Linked DNA regions of Mus musculus: region 1 is linked to region 2. The links are chromatin contacts, called in public Hi-C maps. All regions are on one chromosome and are shown on one strand. Each heading gives the region's core, a stretch centred on a gene start, on an enhancer-like site or on the middle of the called end of the contact. The rest is flanking DNA. Distances are from core to core; before and after follow the strand shown.

What was found. Hi-C and Micro-C count contacts between places; a contact is called where the count stands out from the background.
Region 1: a Hi-C map of cortical neurons shows a contact between it and region 2, with 2.1 times the contacts expected there. The contact joins two enhancer-like sites.

The regions. Positions count from the first base shown.
Region 1 is chr17:11,959,312-11,964,549 of GRCm38.p6, forward strand. All of the region lies in intron 9 of Prkn (parkin RBR E3 ubiquitin protein ligase), which reads left to right. It overlaps Gm46604 (a long non-coding RNA gene), which reads right to left. Exons shown (of 6, transcript XR_001782243.2): 4 at 4,286-4,601; 5 at 3,780-3,891; 6 at 810-1,243. Among named protein-coding and RNA genes, the nearest start is that of Gm52293, 69 kb to the right of the region's middle. Within about 2 kb of position 3,755, at least 41 of the 459 cell types and tissues checked have an H3K27ac peak or open chromatin away from gene starts, as enhancers often do. A contact at or near this core is called in cortical neurons, where this site is marked.
Region 2 is chr17:11,572,334-11,577,018 of GRCm38.p6, forward strand. All of the region lies in intron 6 of Prkn (parkin RBR E3 ubiquitin protein ligase), which reads left to right. Among named protein-coding and RNA genes, the nearest start is that of Gm41525, 90 kb to the right of the region's middle. Within about 2 kb of position 1,513, at least 17 of the 459 cell types and tissues checked have an H3K27ac peak or open chromatin away from gene starts, as enhancers often do. A contact at or near this core is called in cortical neurons, where this site is marked.

The sequences.
Region 1 (5,238 bases), core at 2,505-5,004, 390 kb after region 2:
CGTAATTCATATTGTACCTTTATATTTTACATAGTTGAAAATTATATATTTTCAGACTCATGTTTTTAAAATTATTTTCCACAGCCTTAAGTGGTATGGACCTGAAGGTCCCAGCATTTACCACTTTCCTAAGACATTAGCCACACCTGCACCTCCCTGACTCATGCTGTCTCTGATTATCACAAAGTCATTAATGTTAGCAGGGAGGACATTCCTTGAAGGAGGAACAAAAATATGTATATCATTATACAAACAAGCCTTATGCCCACAGCAGCCATTGACATTGGTGGAGACCCACGCCTGGTGGCCCTGTCCCAGGAGCAGGAAACATGTCATTCTGCCCCTACCAAGGCCATGCCGGACCTGGCAGTGAAGTTGCCAGTTTTCCCTTCCTGTAGGAGTAACAGGAGGAAAGCCTTCCCCATACACACAGTATGCCTTCTGTGCCACAAACCAAGCACACAAGTCAGTGAGCTTCCGCATGCAGACAGCTCGTGGGAAAACAGAAACTGCCTATCCCACCTGCAAGCCCAGCTTGCGTCTCCCCAGGTGAGTGTGTAAGGCAGTGTGTTCTCTTCCCGTGCCCATCTCTGTAGCATGTCCAACCTAGGATACTTCCAACAAACTCTTTGTGTAGATGTGCGAGAACTGCCAGTGGTTCAGGCCATAATTGTGTCAACTAAGAAGAAAGATGTGTGCACCAACCTAGTTCGAACCTGCATCTGGCTAGGATTCCTATTTGGGAAAAGGCATTACTGACTATGGTATGCACTTAGTGGCTACTTTCAGAATATACTATCTGATACATTAAGTTTATTTCTACAGATATACTAACCTAACCTCACTGAAGTTAATAGACGCTAAGTTAACAGTTTGGCCAAGGTATCAGTTTACTTTACTGATCATTTCAGGGACACTGTAATATACAATATCAGAATTATATAATGCTTAGTTAGTTTTTACGTAGAACCAATTTCTGTGAAGTCACATAGAGCCTCATCCACGTAAAGGTCAAGGGCATCCTTCCTGGTTACCAAGTGAGTTCAGTCCAGACCCCACTTCTTAAGCGTAGACTCTGTCTCAGTGCTGTGTGGGTGAACGTTAGCAGCAGGAACATGGAGTTGGTAATTGTTATTCTGACAAGCCCTGACACCAAACTATCACTGTCACTGTGCCCAAGTATGATAAGGCCAGGCTCTTGAGGTTGACAGGCGTGTCCAAGTTGACTTCAGGTAGAAGACACCTAGAGAGAGAGGAAAGGCCAACTCAAGCTATGGGCAATTGTTCTTACAAATAAAGACAGCATAATATCTAAGGGCCCTGTGTGGAGAAGCCTGCCACGTGTCTAACTAGGCTCACAAGACCCAACTATAGGAAGGAGTGGGGTTAGAGCAGGAGTTTGCTGAACCCTCATTTCCTTAATGCCCACATCCTCTCCTTTGTTCCAAACCACAATGGTTTCCTATCTTATAAATGCAAAGGCTCAGGAGAAAACGTCGAATGCCCTGGATTTCAGCCTCCCTAGGAATATCTGCAGCCCCAACGGGCTGTCATCGTCATCCCGTCCCGTCCCCCCACCCCCACCCCCCCATCCCCGGCTCTTGAGAACCTTTGTAGAGAAAGCAAGCTGCTTCTAGAACAGCATCTCAACAGGACGCCCTCCATCCCACCCCAGAGGATGAAACCCGTGTGTCAGGAACACTTACCAGCCCCCCCCCCCACGCTCTGCTTCTTTCCCTCCCTCCTAGATGAGGGACCAGAATATACCAGCGCTTGCTCCACTGAGAGCAGCCCATACTTGGTGAGGAAAAGGGAATTGTGGGGACATTTCAAATGGATTCAGGGTTTGCTTGAAAAGAAATCCAGAAATAAAGAGACCTGCCTGGATAGGCAGTGATGTTTAACAGTCCGTATGAATCCAAACCCCATTCCTAGGAGAAGAAGTAGAATGCTTAACATCCTGATTGGTGCTTCCTGGCCTTGACCTCATCTTGTCTGTGAGGCTCCACCCCCACCCCCCACGACAGTAAAAACAAAACAAAACAAAACAAAACAAAACAAAAAACCGAGAGTAACACACCTACGGCATACACCTAAAGCTCAAATGTTTTATTTTAAAAATTATTTTTTAAACTCTGATATTTGTAAAGCCCTTAGCATGAAGTAGGAGCTCTATGTTCTTTTTACAAACAATACTGACAAAAGGATTTCATCCACCCTCCCTCTTACCTTTGGGGGGGGGGGGGTGAGATAGCTGCTCCTCAGCAGAATATGTTTTAAAAAACAGGGTTTGATTTAAGAAAGAAAGAAAGAAAGAAAGAAAGAAAGAAAGAAAGAAAGAAAGAAAGAAAGAAAGAAAGGAAGGAAGGAAGGAAGAAAGGAAGAGAGAGAGAGAAAGAAAAGTAGGGCACAACCCTTCCAGGAGGTCTGTTGAGCAGCTGGGAATGTAACCACTTATGTATATCAAAAAGATTGCTCATAAAATGTTATTTTGTGACATCTTTTATGCTGAAATTCTTCCTTCTGGAAAAAAATCCACCTTCATCTCCTACCTAGGTTACCTTTATTACATTCAGCCCCACAAAGTGCATTTATTATTTCTTCTCGTGCTGTCTTGCTGGACCTGTCAGGTCACATTAACCTAGTTACAGGTAGAGAAGAAATGCAACTGGCCGAAGGTTACGTTTCTTTGTGGACGCAAAAGAGCGCAGAGAATGTTCTCCAGGCAAGCCGGTTTTTCAACAAACTACAGCCGAGAGGCTGGGCTTCTTCCACCTGTTCCACCATGCCTCTGAGACTCTGGGCTGAGTTATGCCGGCCACTTTACCCTGCCAAGCTCGAAGAGCTACTTTGTTTATTTTTAAAGATGCGTCTGAAACAGGAAGAAAGGCCGGTGAATGGGAGTGGAGAGATGGCACAATGGGTAATAGCACCTGCTGCCATAGCATGCGGCCCTGAGTCTGGATTCCCTAGCACCAACGAAACTCTAGGCATGGCCATGTGACCCTGTCCATAGCACTGGGGTAGATTAGAGACAGGTTGATCACCAGGGATCAATGGCTGCCAACCTACCAAGAAAAAAAAATTTAAAAAATGCAAGCTCAGGTTCACTGAGAGACTCTGTCTCAAGAGAGTAAGTAAGAGAGTGTTCAAGCAAGATGTCTGATTTTCTTCTCTAAAGTCTGCATCTGTACACACTTGCTCAAAAAGGCTGAATATGCTTGGTGCAATTAAAGGGCACCTGAAGATTTTCATATGTAAAACTGTACCTCTCTTCAAAGGGCTTTCTTTTTTGTTGTTGTTGTTGTTGTTGTTGTTTTTGTTTTGTTTTGTTTTGTTTTGTAAATCCGCATTTCACAGATAAGAACACCTAGATTCTAGAAGTTCACATGTCCTGCTCAGTGACTGCACAGGTCCTCAAATAATCACCCACTTTGTGCTGATTCTAGAAGAGCCTACAATCTGAATTAGAGCATGCCCCAGCCTTGAGCCGGTGTTATCTGGCCCACTTCCTGCAGCTTTGGTGGCACTGAATGAGAGGAAAGGATCCCAAGGAGAAAGAGACAATGAGTGAATTCTGAGACAGAGGCAAGCCAAGGCAGCCTCCCACACCTTGCACAGCAGGTATTGTTAGCTTGGGACAATGGCAAAGGGAAAGGGGCTCAGCAGAGCAATTGAAGTGAGCCTAGCGGAAGTCATCTTTCTCCCTATGATTTATGGCACTGCCGAGCTGAAATAGCAGACTGGCGAAATCCCCTGAAGGACAATAACAAGCTCACAGAGTGCTTCCCGCAGGAATGGTGCGCAGCCGCCTTCCACAGCTCCTTACACGCCTCCGCACGCAATTATGAAAGCTGTGTACCGCCTCGTTCCCTTTATGTGGATTTGTAACTGGGAAAAGAGTGAGATTTCTGGAATATTATAAATGTTGACTTTAAAATAAGGGACACAGTATGGCATTGTTCTCGACAATGAAGTAGAACCTAAAGGCAATAGGGATTTGGGAGCCACACAAATAGGCTCTTCTCAGGCAACGGAAAATTTCTACACTATCAAACATTCCTGGTATGTATTCCATTCTGTTTTCCTACGTCCCTGATATACTATGTTTTCATATTTAAAACCCTTTTACTAGTTATCTCATATGTAACTCGGTTATAAGAACAAAAAAAAATTTTATTTCTTGAAAGATGCAAGTTTCTAAATACTAATGGTTTTCCTAATTAACATGAAAATTATTAGTGATTGAAGTCTACTTGGTGCAGAAGGAAACAGCAGTGCATACCTGCGATCCCAGCCCTGGGGGGCTGAAGCAGAATTGGAGAGCAGTGGAGCACACAGTGAGACCTTTATCTGGAAGAGACTGGTGGACAGCAATGTTGAGTCCTTCTCTGGTTGTGAATTTTACTAGTGTTGATTCTGAGGAACTGCTCTTGAAGGCAATGTAGGAGGATGCTTTCTTCTAGCAGGGTGCGCCCATTTCTTGACCACATTTACAGGTCCTTGCCAAAAGGTCATCACTTTCCTAATCCATTCTGTTAAAGCTACTTTCTAGTGATAATTTCCTGCATTCACCGGAATACATACCAGCTTATTTTTTCCTATTAGAAAAATAAATGAAGTCAGCAAGATGAATCAGGAAATGGAACCAAGCCTGAGTACCTAAGTTTAATACCCAAGACCCACAGGTGGGAAGAGAACACCAGCACCTCAAGTTGACCTCTGACCTACACACACATACACACACACACACACTCACAGAGAGAGGAGAGAGAAAGAGAGAGAGAGAGAGAGAGAGAGAGAGAGAGAGAGAGAGAGAGAAAGATGCATGCAAACACACATCATGATAAATAAATGGACTTGGTCTAGTTTTGTGTCATAAAGCACATAGTGGTCCACTATGAAAAATTCGTTTTATTTTCCCAAAACTTAAGGAACAAAGGTTTAGAAACAAAACTTTAAAAAAACAAAAAACAACTTTTTTTGCCCATTAGTCTCTAGTTGCCAACATAGTGCCAGCAACTCATTTTTTTTATGAACATAGAAACCCTCTATCTAATTACACTCCAAAGGTTTATGAATATCTAAACATACCTTTACCAATGGACTATCTCATGATAAAATGTCCTATTCTGTATGTTAAACACAGTTTACAACTCAACTGCATGGAAGCAGCTAAGCAGTCTACTTGCAGAAAAAGTAAAAGGTTTCCCAAACTCCACCTTCAGGCCAAACTTT
Region 2 (4,685 bases), core at 263-2,762:
ATAAGCTATTGGCTATTTGTTTCTACTTGATCTCAGACCTTAGCAGGACTATTTCCTTTCTGCCTCATTCCTTACCTAATGAGGGAAGAAAGCCATGGTTGCAGTTGGAGTTATGATGTCTGATCACTTAAGGGAAAGACCATGGTCCATGTTGATCTCAAGCGCCTAGCCCCACACTGAGAAGCACTGGGCTGATGGGCATATCTGCCCTGCTTTGTCAGCAGCTCATTCCTCTAGCACCCACAGTACCCCTTTCCCCGCCTCTGTAATAGCTCTCTTAAAAATAAAAGAGGGATTCCATCTCTCTGTTTATTTAACAATACTGTTGCAAAAGCCTGTATTGAGTTCCAACACCTGCATCTCCTCACAGCTGCCTGGCTGCTGATGTGTCTCTAAATGGACCATTCAGGACACCATGTACACTCTTAACATCTGTTTTCAGGGAAGCCTACTTGAAGTTTTGTTTTTAGCAGTATTTTACGAAAATGGAGTGAGGGCTAGAGGGCAAAAGGTATACAGAAGTGTGGGTGTAACTTCCCACTCTACCAGTGTAGTCAAAGGCTTCACATTTTGCATGAGAGTTTCTTCAAATGTTCGATCTTAGGACTATACAGTCTGTATAGGAAAGAGTCTGCAATCTGGGGCACCCATATGGATTTGAAGACTGTTCCTGGTAGAAGCTTTTAGACCAAATGCCGTGAAAGCACAGACTGGGGTCCTTTCTTCCATGACCAGCAGTGATGCCCTGCCAATGGGAACAAAAGCAGGTGGGGGACAGAGAGTAACCAGGAAGCAAATGCAACTTCACTTAAAACACAGACATTGGGGCAGAAGTCAGCATACGCTGACATGGAGGTGAGCCCAGAGCCGAAGGGCACTCATCTTTCCACAACCCATGTAAAGAAGGGGGGTGCTCTGGCCAGGCAGTATAGCTATAGCTTCACATTAAGATACAGCTCTGGTGTCACACCCGCCAATAACAGTACCTCATACAAGCATTATGTGTGGGAGATAAAGACTAAAAGATATGTGTGTTTCTGCTTATATAGATTGCCTATCTACTCGTGTTTTCTAAAATGAAATCAGGCACATGCAAATAATAGGTTGGAAATACTATGAAGACCAGAATCAAATTTCTCAGTGCTCCGGAGCTCCCTAAATATGCTTTAAATGTACATGTCTAAAAATATAATTATGGAAGGATGTTCAAATATGGAAATTTCTATCCTATATCTTAGCGCATATTATCTACACAAAAAAAGCACACGTGTTGTATACATATGCCATGTAGCATAAGGGATTTTTCTTTCATGAATGGTTTTCATCTGAAAGTACAAAAATATTGAAATTCGCTGTGTATTAGCATTTTTAATAAGATATTTTAGAAGCAGCAATCTCCACATTTAATGTTCCCACGAATGTGCTCTTCTAAAATTAAACACCAGAACACAAACGTGCTGTTTGAATCCATCCCGAGCTCCCGTTTCTGCTGTTCATAGCACCAGACTCCAAGCCTCTCTCCCGGGGAGACATAGATTTTGACAGAACTTCCTATACCATATGCATTTGCATCTCCTCCTCATGTGCCTAATTCCTGAAATGGAGAAAACAAGAGAAAGCTGCATGCTGTTGCTAAGTAGATATCCTACAGATTTGAAACAAAACGAAGAGCTCCAGAACACTCGGCAATTATGTAAAATCAGCTTTCGCTTTGATTATCTAAAATTAAAATCAGGCTAGAAAAGAGTCTATAACAGACAGTTATCCAAGATTGTTTTCAGAGAATCAAGTTGGCACCTAAAAGAGTACATTGCTCTTCTTTACAAGTTCTTACATGCTAATTATGAGAAAAGACTGGACCCCATTTCACAGAAATGTCAGAATGGCCATGTACAGTCTCCCTGGTCACACACGAACTCCCTGGCCTGGCCAGATCCAGCTGTCATCTCCTTGTCTTCCTGGAGACTTGATTGCGTATGACCTCAGTGTTCTTGGTCCATCAACCCGTGTTCGACTTCTGTGTGCTGAGAACTTCTGGGAAAGATGATTCAGAGAGCTCAATTAATTGGCAACAATGTGGCTCCATGGAGAATCACTGAGGGAGCTTCAAAAAACACAACTTCCAGAAAGAAACTCCAGAAATATGGATTTTTGTAAGGTCTGGAGTGAAATGCAAGAATCTATGCTTTAAATATATACCTAGACAAGGGGGCTGGGCAGGGACAAGGAGCCATGGACCCTCTGGAACACTGTAGGGAACAGGATGAACTGACCTTCCAAATCTGTTGTGTGTCAGTGTCCTTGAATGGCACTTATGGCTGCATACTCAATTGGAAATGCATTCACATCTTCACTAAGGCACACATAAGGATTTCCAGGGATCTCACTTAAAATAGCAGAGAATAAAGGCATACCAAATGCACCCTTCAATAAGATGACAGGTTCATAAATGGAGAGCTCCCACCCTCAGGGTGCTAAACAGCAAGACTGATGTACGGGTGGGACCTGTGAATCACATGGGGCCTGACCCTGCAACGACTATGCCAGCTTCTCTGCTACTGCCTAATCTTTCCTTTTTGATCAAAAAAGGCCTGCATTTTCATTTTGAATGGAAGTCTGCAAATCAGTAGTTGGCCACGCAATATAGTAATCTTTCACAGTATTATGTGAAAAAGTCAAGCACAAAATAACATCTGATATTGAAATGAGGAAACCTGAGTCTTTGGAGCTGAAATTCAGCATGGTGGCTAGATATGAGGAAAAAAGATACAACGATCTTTTTATACAACCCTGTAAGACCCCTGCATGGTGTCTTAGAATTGGCCTCATGTCCCAGAAGGGTCCTCTAGATTTCAGACTGGGATTGCTAGATATCCAAGAATAAAAATGGCAGCACACACACACACACACACACACACACACACACACACACATGCGCGTGCGTGCGCGTATACATCCTTTACTGATTTTGACATAGAATAAGACTGGGTTAATTGGCCAAGTCTATTGAGAAAATGTGTTTCATTCTGATTTGGAAAATTCATTCCTTTTGTAATCTTAGCCGTTTGCTTCATACCTTCTCCAGCCAATTTGCATTGAGAATCCATGTGGTATTTTAAGTGATGTGTGTTTGAATGCTTTGTCCCACTTGGTGGAACTGTCTGGGAAGGACTAGGTGATGTGGATAGCATTGTTGGGAGTGTGTCACTGGGAGCGGCTTCAGGGTTTCTCTCTACCTCCTGCCTGTGGACCAAGACGTGTGAGCTCTAGCTGCAACTTTCGGTGCCTACTACTAATCTTCACTCCGCCATCATAGACTCTGACCCTCTGGAATGATAAGCCCAATTATACACTTTTCTTTCTAAGTTGACGTTGTCATGGTGTTTTATCACAGAAAGTAAATAATATACTCCCATTTGTTCAGAGACCAGATAAGAGGGAGAGCAAGTGTCAGATATAGCCATGTCCCTTGGCCACTTCTCCAACCTACCCCCATGCCAGTAGTTGCCTTGCTTGCATTACTTGGGTGTGAAATGTATTTATTCATACCCTCTCTTTAATGAACACTCTGGTGTAACAGGGCCACTGCATCCACTTGTGTAGATTTGGTGGAGACTGAAATGCTATCCACCTCATATGCTGATTGCTGCAAACTCACAACTCAATTATTTTCAACTATGACAGGGATGAAAATCCAATATAGGGTTTTTATGTCAGCTGTCAGTCTTGATTTAAAAGTTCAAAGTTCAGGTCATGTGGAAAAAGTATGGCAGGCAATTCACTAATGCTTGTGAGAATGGTTCAGATCACTTATGAGGCAACTGAAGTTATTGTCATCTGGAAGAGTAAGAGAATCCAGACATAGGCACTTGGGAACCAGACAAAGGAACAACAGTGGGGTTGGAATTCATTCAGAGTCCTGCACTGTGCAGTTTCAAATTAGAAGTAAACACTTGAGGAGCCATATGGCCCAACAGCATCTCTATGTTCTTGTCAGTCAAAGGACATGTGTGGGCTCCAGCCATCATGTGACCTGCAGCCCTGTAAGGGCCATGCCTGGTGTCATAGAAATGGCCTGGTGCCCCAGCAAGGGTCCTCTAGATTTCAGACTGGAGTTGCTAGATATCCAATAATAAAAATGGCAATGAATATATTTCAAAAGGAATTGAGTTATAATAGACTCTTGAAGTCCTGCCTTGAGAATGAAAGATTTTAATGGTTCCCAGATGATCTTTTTCAGAAGGATGGAGAGGTCTTTAGAGGCATTTGATGTCATCAGTCATTGAATGAAGCTTAAAGAATTCCACGGGCATTGGCTTTCAGAAAAAAATCCAACGATGATATGAGAATAGGAAAAATTAATTGTGAAATAAAAGGAAGACTATACAAAAGCCCTGGCTGTGGTCTAAATGATAGGGTTCTGACCTAAAATGGCACTAGATACTGTATATTTCTGAAGAAGAAGAAAAGTAAAAATAAATGGAAATTATTGATAATCTTTAAAGGTGAAAATAACCTCCCGGAGAAGTCCACAGTCTCAAAACCAAAGGTGTTGGAAGATATCCAACAATGCATTTTATCAAGAAAGAAGATGTAACAACCCATAATAATCAGTGTGACTCATAAGAAGGCAGGGGTGTTGGGGGTGAATTATTTGCTGCACATCCCCTCTCCCCTGTTGAGTC